2 separate regions of the Rattus norvegicus genome follow, and region 2 is linked to region 1. The links are chromatin contacts, called in public Hi-C maps. All regions are on one chromosome and are shown on one strand. Each heading gives the region's core, a stretch centred on a gene start, on an enhancer-like site or on the middle of the called end of the contact. The rest is flanking DNA. Distances are from core to core; before and after follow the strand shown. Region 1 overlaps Syne3 (spectrin repeat containing, nuclear envelope family member 3). Region 2 holds the start of Glrx5 (glutaredoxin 5).

What was found. Hi-C and Micro-C count contacts between places; a contact is called where the count stands out from the background.
Region 2: a Hi-C map of hepatocytes shows a contact between it and region 1, with 2.9 times the contacts expected there. The contact joins the promoter of Glrx5 here to the enhancer-like site in region 1. A contact is called at or near these places in 11 of 12 Hi-C or Micro-C datasets (the A7r5 cell line, the Rat2 cell line, Schwann cells and 6 more) and 1 of 1 datasets of contacts at active chromatin or transcription factors (oligodendrocytes).

Annotation. Positions count from the first base shown.
Region 1 is chr6:129,654,782-129,659,796 of GRCr8, reverse strand. It overlaps Syne3 (spectrin repeat containing, nuclear envelope family member 3), which reads left to right. Exons shown (of 18, transcript NM_001106762.2): 16 at 2,159-2,308; 17 at 3,300-3,338. Among named protein-coding and RNA genes, the nearest start is that of Syne3, 72 kb to the left of the region's middle. Within about 2 kb of position 3,041, at least 14 of the 93 cell types and tissues checked have an H3K27ac peak or open chromatin away from gene starts, as enhancers often do. A contact at or near this core is called in the A7r5 cell line, Schwann cells and hepatocytes, where this site is marked.
Region 2 is chr6:129,750,107-129,755,121 of GRCr8, reverse strand. It overlaps Glrx5 (glutaredoxin 5), which reads right to left and starts at 1,928. Exons shown (of 2, transcript NM_001108722.1): 1 at 1,615-1,928. The coding sequence starts at 1,897. LOC134479255 (a long non-coding RNA gene) reads left to right here and starts at 2,292. Exons shown (of 2, transcript XR_010052351.1): 1 at 2,292-2,667; 2 at 3,807-3,988. It also overlaps Scarna13.

The DNA.
Region 1 (5,015 bases), core at 1,792-4,291:
GTCTTAACGCTGGTTGTTGTAACGACCAGTTTTAAAAGTTCTACTCGGTTCCAGTTGGTCTGGTTGGTGACATTTTTGGCTTTAGTCACATCCTTGATGAAATGTTTAAGCTTGTTTTTTAATTCTTTGGACTGTAATCTACCGTAATTGCATTGACAAATAATTATGCTATCTCCAGGTTTCTAGGGGTATTTCTTTTTTTTTAAGATTTATTTATTTATTACATATAAGTACACTGTAGCTGTCTTCAGACACACCAGGAGAGGGCATCAGATCTCATTACAGATGGTTGTGAGCCACCATGTGGGTGCTGGGAATTGAACTCAGGACCTCTGGAAGAGCAATCAGTGCTCTTAACCACTGAGCCATCTCTCCAGCCCGGGTATTTCTGTTATATATTTTTGCTTTTCATTCTTGGGGTCGCATATTGTCATGTGGCTGCTTTTTGTCCTGAACAAAATATATATTAAGACTAATTTGGGACTTAGGATAATCTCTTCCAACAGAGATGATTTTGTTTGCTATTGTCAAAAAAAATGGGGGCTTTATGATTCTGGGACCGCTGAGTCCACGTTCAAGGGCCACAAACTCCAACTAAGCTATGAGTACACTCAAGGCCTGGATTCACTTACTCCGAGAACAATTCTGTGGGCATCTCATTACAAAGAGAATAGGCCCCTGCCTCTACCAGGCCCAGGTTTCGTCTTTCTTCGCCTTATCTTTGGGAGGCTTCGGAAGCTTCAGAGCTGATGTAATTTCCCCCTAGGTTGGCAAAAGTCCTAAGCAACAGGAGGTCTGGACAGAGGCCTCCCTTCTCAGGCCTCGTCCATGTCCAGGGCTTCTGTGGTGCTTTGACTTGGCTTGGGATTGAACCCAGGGCCTCCATCCAACGTGCTAGGCAAGTGCTCTGCCATGGAGCTGTTCCCACCGCCTTCCTCGGTCTTGTCCTTACTAGCTGTCCCTGTTTTTGTGAATCCATTGCTGGCTTTAAATGTTGCCCTGTGTTCTCAGTGCAAGGCTTAGCCCACAGAGGGAGCTGCATGAGTGTCTCTCCACCCTCCTCCCCACCCACTACTCCAGTCACATCAACAATGACTTCTGGTCCCATCCCACACTGTGGTGGGTGCTGAGTAGCTTAGCTAGAGCCCAAAGCTGGGATTGAAGCCCAGGCTCCAGCCTGTAGACCCCTCATCCACCCATACCACAGCATCTCTCAGAACTCCCGGAAGAGGAAGTGCCGCCCTATGGTCTACTTAGAAAAGGCTTACCCGACTGAGCATCAACTCTGGCAGTCTCAAATGCCAGCAGTGTCACCTCTCGGTGATCATTTCATCGTGATGATCGCCGTGACCAACTTCTCGTGGTCCCAGCTTGTCAGTGTTGAGAGTAACAACTGTGGTCAATGGACCTCATTGCTATTCCGTATGCTGGGCGTTCTCTGACATTCTGGATGCAAGGCTCTGTAGTCGAGAACAGTTGCTGCTCTTGGAGAGGACCTGGGTTTACTTCCTGGCATCCATGTGGTGGCTCAGAAAAAGCATAACTCCAGCTCCGAGGGATCTGATTCTCTCTCCTGATCTCTGTAGACACCAGGCACACTCAGGATGCACATGGATCCAGGCAGGCAAATGCCCATGCAGATAAAATAAATATACATAGGACCAATTTTTTTTTTTGGTTCTTTTTTTCGGAGCTGGGGACCGAACCCAGGGCCTTGCGCTTCCTAGGTAAGCGCTCTACCACTGAGCTAAATCCCCAGCCCCCATAGGACCAATTTTTAACAAGAACATTTTTATCTGCTTGTATGTCTGTGCCCTTGTGTGCCACATGTGTGCCTGGTGCCCTTGGAGACCAGAAGGAGGGCATCAGATTCCTTGGGACTAAAGTTAGAGATAGTTACAAGCCAACATTTGGGTACTGAGAATTGAACTCAGGTTCTCTGCAAGAGCAGCCGTAACTTGTAAGCATTGAGCTGTCTTTCCATCCCTAAAAAACCCTTTTTAAAAAAACTTGCATGGATGAGCGTCTCATGTTACTGGTCCAGTCTACTTTTCCCAGCATGCCTCGGATGGCACTTGATTGGCTCATTCTTCCCAGCCGGGTGGGGTTCGTGAGTCACTGGGCAGCTGTGGCATGATGCTGCCGTCTTCTCTCTCAGGAGCTGGAGGCTCGGATCCCAGAAGGACAGATCCTCTTTGAGAACCTGCTTCGTCACAGACCAGCAAGGGACCCCTCCAATGAGCTGGAAGATCTGCGATACCGGTGGATGCTCTACAAGTCCAAGCTCAAGGGCTCCGGCGACCTGCTGGTGGGTGTTGGTCGGGGGTAGGGGAGAGGCTGGGGTCCCAGGGGGCACCCATGTCTTGGGGAGACAGAGTCCATCTACCCATGTTTGTTCCTGTGTATCCATATGTCAGGCCAATGTGGCTGCTTAAAGGAAGAGAGGGGACACTCTTGGGTCTCAGGCTCTTAGCGTGTAATATTATATGTCCATCTGACCTCCCGGAGAAGCTGGAGTCCTGGGACTAAGGGCAGTGACTCCTCCTCAGTACATAAAGATGTCTCCCTCTCACCATGTTAGTTTTAGGTCATTTCCGCATTTGGTTGTAGAGCTGACTCCGGCGGGAATAGCTGAGCCCCAACCCCAATGCCAATGCTAGAAGGGCCACAGAGCCCTTCACTGGGGTCTGATGTTGCCATAGGGATGAGTCCTGAGACTCGGCTCCTCTCTTCCCCTAGCCTTGACCTTTGACCCTTTTGTCTCCTGGACTTCCTGTCTCTTAGGCAAACCATTACTTATGGTAATGATAGCCCTTGGTTAAACAATACGGCCACTTAACTCGCCTACACAAAGGGGCATCCTTCCCTCCAAACTGGTGACAAAAGCGTGACAAAGAAGTTAAGTGTCCTAGGCCCAGGAAGGAGTAGGTAGGATGGCCTCCAGACCCCAACTTCCAGGTCTCAGAACCCAGAAGCCATAGCTTTCTGCAAGCCAGGCAGTTTTTTAATTCCGCAACTGCCAGGTTGGCCACTAGGTGTCAGCTCAGCCCAGGCCATATAGACCACATCCCCAGCTCGGGCCAAGGCCATCCAGACAGTGCCACCTGGCCCTGAAGTGTGTTAAAAAGCTCATTAAATGGGATCCCCTGCTGGTGCAGGCTGTCCAGATGACCGGCGATTTGAGCGAAATACTCCCCTGACAAAATGAATATTCTGTTACGGGTTCTGCTGGGCTTTAAGTTTTACGCGCCTAGCTGATTTTTTTTACCCCGTTTCTTCCCCCTTCCCTAAAATAACAGACGGAGAGTTCTCCAGGGGAGCTGACTGCATTCCAGAAGGTATGTGTCTGCCATCTGTTCCACACAGCTAGAGGGCAGAGAATGTGCAAGGCTGGAGGCCCGTGACTCTTGCGCAGGGTGTCTGGGTTTTCTAGAACATTCCGCGAGAGCGGGAGAGCATGGATGGAGAACCAGCTTTGGGCTGTAATGGGTTGGGCCCCGAGGAGTGTGTTCTCAGGAAGCCCCAGGCTCAGGGAGGGATTGAAGTGTGTGTAGATGACTTAACCTTGACATGAGATTGAGGAGGGACCCTGGATTTGTCATCCAGACCCTGGGGACACTCAGGAAAAGGACTGGATGCTGCTCTGATTACACCTGCGACAGCTGGTGTAAACCAGGACTGACCCAGGAGCCTGGACTATCCTGGGCAAATAGATCGTGTGGCCTCTTTGGTCCCAGGGGACACATTCAAAAGGGTGGTGGAGTCCTTTTCTCTGCCAGGCAGGCTCTTCCCACGCTGGTCACAGCAAAAATGGGAGCAGTACCAGTTCCTGCCCTCTAGGTGGCAGCACTAGAGCGATACTGGGTGTTATACAAGATGACACAGTCTAGGCTCTGTGTGCCAGGACTAGGGCTTAGTGGTCTCAGTTCCCTTTCCGGTGCTGTGACCAAATCCAACAGGAAAAAAAGACGTGAGAAAGGGTTTGCTTGGGCTCATGTTTCAGAGAATGCAGCCATGGTCTTACGGACTCATGTGCTTGGGCAGTATGTCAGAACTTTGGGAGCCTGTGGCAGAGAAGGGCTGCCCACTCACTTCCTGACCAACTATGAAGGGAGAGGGAAAGGCTGGGGAATGGGGAGGTGAAGGGGGAGGGGTGGAAGAGGGAGAAGGAGGAAATTGAACAGTGAGACCAGGCATATGTTTCAGCCAGCTGGCCCCAACTCCCAAGGTCTCTGCAACCTCCCCTAATAGGGACAGTCAGCTAGGAACCCAGCTGTCCAAACCAGAAGCCTGTGGGGACATTTGCAATTCAAGACAGGACACTTGTGGCTGGGCATCTCCATGCACCCTACCATTGACAAAATAGTTTTCTTAACTCCACTCTAAGCGCGAGGAAAAAAGCGTTGTGAAGGCTGGCTGTGTCCACCAGGCATGTGGCGGCTGACTAGCATCAGCCCTCAGGCCTCAGCACCTAATGTTTCACTGTCTCACAGTGTGCCTGGGGCTTGGAGGGTCTCCCTGATCCTGTCCCTTGCTGTCCCCGGTGTTACTATCATTAACATGAGCCCCCAGCACATTCTGGTTCAAAGGACCTGGAGTCACTTCAGATCCCTCATGCCCCAGAGTCAGCATCTCTGGTATGGACACCCTGGGTTCATTCCTGGCCTCTGGCATCTTGAGGGGACCAAGGCTGAGCCCTGGGCCCTTCAGCTAGCTCTGTGGCCTTGGACAAATCACCTTGCCTTAGGTCTCCCTTCTCAGTGTGTGAAATGGAAATACCGATATTGACTTAATTTACTCCATGAATTAATTTTGAAGGCTTGTGTGATCCAGAACATACTGGGGCAGGTGTGTCGCCCAGGATTCCCCCCCAACCCCCCCAGTTCAGAATGACATGAACTTTGTGGAGTGCAGAGGTGTCAGGAAAGGTCATGTGACCACTACTGCCTGGCCTGGTGGCCCCTGGCGGAAGATGGAAGGTACCAAGGGTATCTGCCAGTGGTTGCTGCACTTTA
Region 2 (5,015 bases), core at 679-3,178, 96 kb before region 1:
CAGTGTAGCGTCTGCTAAGAGCCACACTGGCGGGGTGACCGCAGGTAGGTAGGTCCTAGCTCCGAGGCTGCAGAGTAGCTGCTTATCTCCCCCCTGCAAGGAGCCACCTCTGACCCAAAGCCACAACGTGCCCTGGGCCAGATAACCCCAGAGCCTCACAAGCAGCCAAATGTTAGCTGAGGAGGAAAACACGGGGTTCAGAGCACAAGGCACGTCTGGCCATCATCCCTGGTAGCACTCGTTCAGTTGCTCTTTCTCTGCTTCACCCCAGAGCCACGCCCATCAAAACCATCCCAGGGAACTAATGTGGGGTCAGCCACGAAACACCATGGAAAGCCGTCAGGTTTAATAATAAAGTTGCTGCCACTTAGTGGGTGCCTCTCGGGCCAGAGAGGATGGCATTATATACAGTATGGAAGGGAAAGGAGGAATTCCCACAATGCAGTGCAGTCTGGCTTTGAACTGGTGATCCCCCTGCCTCTGCCTGCAGAGAACTGGGGCTACAGAAGTGAGTTTCTATGCCCAGCTATAGTTTTTATCGTCTCTCGTTTCCTCACGGACTCTGCCAGGTTCAGGGTCATAATTCTTCATTTTACTTATGGCTGTGCTGCAGACCAATCACAGACCATTCCAAAGCAAACCTGATCTCCACAGCCCCAGCCTCAAGAAGAATGACCATACCACGATGAATAGCTATAATTAGTAATTTCAAACGCTGCATACTCCATTCTCATAGAAAAGGCTCCTTTCAGCAGTGACCAAACCAGAGCACCAGGTCAGTAAGAAGACTGGGGGGATTTCTAGAATGCGGGGTTCCCCAGATACCACTGAAGGAGGAGCAGGGAGAGGGGAGAGGGCAGCTTTTTCATTACTCGGCCCACCCTGACCAATTCTTGCCAAGGATCAGGACCAAATCCCTGGCCTTTCTCTTCCCCTGCTCAGAGTAAGCAAAAGACTGAGAGAAAGGATTTCAACTAGACTTCAGGACTCAGTCTCTTTGCCTTGGGGTTAGTGAAAAGCAACAGGTTTGGCTGTTCTGCTCTCTGCCCTTTGGCCCCCAACCTTGCTGCAGTTCGGGGGTCAGAAGTCTTAGTGGCTTTCTCTTCCCGCTGTGTCTCTACCATGTTCACACAGGGTTCTTTGGTGCTACAGTCCCTAAAAACCAAAGTCCGTGTCTTTCCCAACGTTGAGTCCAGCTAGACTATGGTGAAACCTCTGCGGCAAGAAGACAGTCCCTGACCCTCGGTGCCTTAAACATTAGAGGTCAGCCTCTGACCTCGTTAGGCACACACAGGCAAGCCTGAGACCTCCTCCCTACATAGGCGGCATCAGTCCCTCACCTAGCAAGTAGGCTGCTGGCTTCCAAGCCCTCCAAGTGTCCCCAAGGTACTCGCTGTGAGTCCCCCTCTCAGACAGCCAGTCCCCAATCTACCTGTTCTGACGGATCACGCTTCGGACTACCCCACACCTATGCAGCCAGGAACATCTCTCCCCGAGAGGGGCCGAGGCGAACCCTCCCTCCGCCCAGGTGGCTTCGCAACTAGGGAGGGCCCTTACTCCTCGAGATCTGCTCAAGTTCACCGCGCCCTCGTCGCCAGGTCCCACGGGCCTGACCTTGCCTCAGCTCCGGGTCCTCCAGCACGTTGTAGGCCGCATAGTCGCGGACTCCGTGCAGCCGCAGGATCTGTACCACGGCGTTGCTGAAGCCGCACTGGGGCTGCTCGGGCGTCCCCTTGAGGAACACCACCACCTTGTCCTTCTTCACCAGCGCGTCCAGCTGCTCCGCCTGGCCGCCCGAGCTTGCTGCCCGCACGCCGGCTCGGGGCAGGACTCCGCCACCCGCGCCGCGCCCCCAGCGGAGCAGAGCCGCGGCCGCCCGGCTCAGGGACGCGCTCATGCCCGCTCGCTGATCACCGCTTCTGCGGCCACCCGAGGGCTTACAGAGCCCTTGGTGTCCGGCCGGCCCACTGGAAGTTCTCATTGGATAGGCTCTGGGATGAGTCTCGTGATTGGACAATACTGGCTCAATTCCACCAATCATATCGCTTACACCGTAACGGTGGGCCTTCCCTGGGAGCCGCATCCTACAGGCTTGCTAGTGAGCCTGGACGACCACTTTGCGTGTTGATTGGACAAACTGGACGTCCGTCAGTAAAGGACAGCAAGAGGTGTGACTACAGGAAGACGGCTTTCCTCCAGCGTGCGTTCGAGGCCTGCAGGGAAAAGCCAGGATGACAGGGCAGGCGCAAGGCGGGGCTTCTGCCGCCCGCGGCACGCCGGGAAGGAATCACGTCAGACGCAGTTTCCGGTTCCGTTTGCGGCGACTGATTTTTAAGGTAATGCGGTCCGATAGTCCTGCGAAGGCGTGCGCCAGAGAGGTGGTGGGCCTTCACGCATCACTAGCTGAGGTGAGCCGCCAACTTGGCGTATACTGACCAGCCTCGAACCCGCCATGCACGTGGACAGCCAAGCCGTGTGCTGCTGCCTCACGTGGAGTCTTCCTCTAGAATGATCTTTTAGCATAAAAATATCATTATTGTGTATGTATGATCTATGTGCATACACCTGCCACAGCGTGTGAATAGAAGTCAGAAGACAACTTTGTGTGGTCAGATCCCTACTTCCGCCTATTATAAAGGATCCAGTGATGGAACTCTGGGGTGCAGGGTAAGTCCCTTGACACTCTGAGCCATCTCCCTGGCCTCTAGAATGATGTTCTTATCCTACAAACGTGTAAAGTACTCTAGCTGTGGGACGGCTGTCTTTGGGGTCTCGGTGACCCTTCTGCCCACATAACCCCCTGTTGCTGGGGTCAGGACCGTTTATTGAAAGAACTAAGAAATTGGAGGTTGCTGAACCCTGTGACCGTTGTCTGCAAAGTTCCTTGCCTACTAAGAGGCTGAGATAAGAGGATCTGTTGAACTCAAGATTTCTAAATAAACCTGGGCCATACAGCAAGATCTTTTAAAGAGGAGAAACAGAAAGTATGAGGATATAGGTCAGTAGTAGGTCGCTTTCCGAGTGTAAGCGACGTCTGAGTTCCACCCCCATGCATACAGACAGTAATAAAAGAGAGTGTTCTGTCAGTGATGATCGCCCATGGGTAGAGCGCTTGCACATCTGGGGACGGTGCAGAAGAATAAGCAGGCTAGTTGTTTGCTTTGCCCTCTCCATTTTATATATTGCTTGGCATGTACTTCCCCTTAGAACAGAGCCCCAGACATGGTCGGTGCTCACACTGGTAGCACGGGGATCCAGATCCTGGCCAGCAGGACTCAGTGGCCCTCTATCTAATCTGTAGTCTTGGACCTGCGCTGGGTTGGTGGTACCCTCGAGCACACCAGACTTGCAGAAAAAGCATACTCCAGAGGAAGCTGAGGCATGCCTGCTCGAGAGCCAGCGGTTCCATGTGCAATTTTCCTCTGATAAATCCTGGGTACTGTTGCCACGGTGATAATGACTGTGCCGTGTCATTGTCGATCCACCAACAGTCAGAGAAGCTTTGCAGTCAAGATATTGTTTAGCAGACGGAGCGGTTTCTGTTGGACACTAAGTGCTGCTACAAGACCTCGAGTTACTAACGGTGTTGCTGGAAGTGGCCCGTTTGCACCTGGGGAGTGAATGTAAAAATCAGAGAGTGTACACACATGACCCGTGGAGCCCGCTAGGTCGAGGCTCCGCTGGAAACCCGAGCCACGGGGAAACTGAAGACAGATGGGAACCGCCTAGCGGATTCCTTGTCGTTGTGTTGAGTCCTGTTCCTTTTCTGATGGCAAGCCCCAAACTAAAACCTTGTTCTTTCACAGATTCCAGACACCGTACAAAGATGTTTGCAAGAAAAGCAGAGGTAAAAATAGCTGCTCCAAAAGTCAGACACCTGTGTGGGTTAAGTCACCCCAGCATCCGGGAGCTTTTATTCATTCTTACATTGCTGTAAGTAGTTTTAAATAAATAAATAAATAAATAAATAAATAAATAAATAAAGGAAGCCGTGTGTCTGGTTTTCATTCTTACATCGCTGTAAGTAGTTTTAAATAAATAAATAAATAAATAAATAAATAAATAAATAAATAAGGGAAGCCGTGTGTCTGGTTGGCTTTGGTGCTCCCTGGGTGAAGGGGAAGAATTTGCAGACTGTTCTGGTGACCTGGACGCAGAGCAGTGGTGATAAACAGCATGCTGCTAACTATTAGTAGTAACAATATTCCTGGCCAAAAAAAAAAAAAAAACAAAAACCAGCTTAAGGGAGTAAGAATCTCACGGCTTGAGGATATAGACTTTGTCTCACAGCTTGAGGGTATAGACTTCATGGCAGGACAGACAAGCCGGCTGGTGCCTGTTGCTGCTGGTCCCACAGCATCCACAGTTGATGCAGAAGAGGAAAGCTGCTGTCCAGCTGATTCCAAGTCCCCACCCTACAGGTCAGCGGGTCCTCTCCCTACTTAAACCCTTCTGGAAACATCCTCATAGACACATCCTGAAGAGTTCTCATGATTGTAAATCCTGTGGAGGTGTCAATAGCTGACTTTATGTACAGTTAGTTGGCCTAGGAAAGATTTTTCTCTTTAAGTCATCAGATATCTAATACAGCTGTCGTGTGACATTAAAGTGAGCAGGTGGGAAGATCGCTGAGCCCCATGTTTCAGAAATGCAGCTCTGGCACTGCTGGGCATAGTGACACACGCCTTTGATCCCAATACTTGGGAGGTATAAGCACGTGGATCTGAGTTCAAGGCCAGCTCAGTCTACAGAGTGAGTCCCAATCCAACCAAGGATACACAATTTTAATAAAGCTATCTTAAAGTATGTGTGTGGTGTATAACACTGCTTTGGAAAGCTTTAGAAATCTTAAAACGAATGTGAAAAAAGTACACTTCTAAAGCGGTCGTCAGAACTGTGCTCTGAACAACTTGTGTATCGCCGTGACGTGTATCCTCAGCGGGGAAGCGGGATGGGAGTTTGCTTTCAAGGATCCTAGGATTTGGGCAAAACAACGTAGTTGGACCCCAAAATTC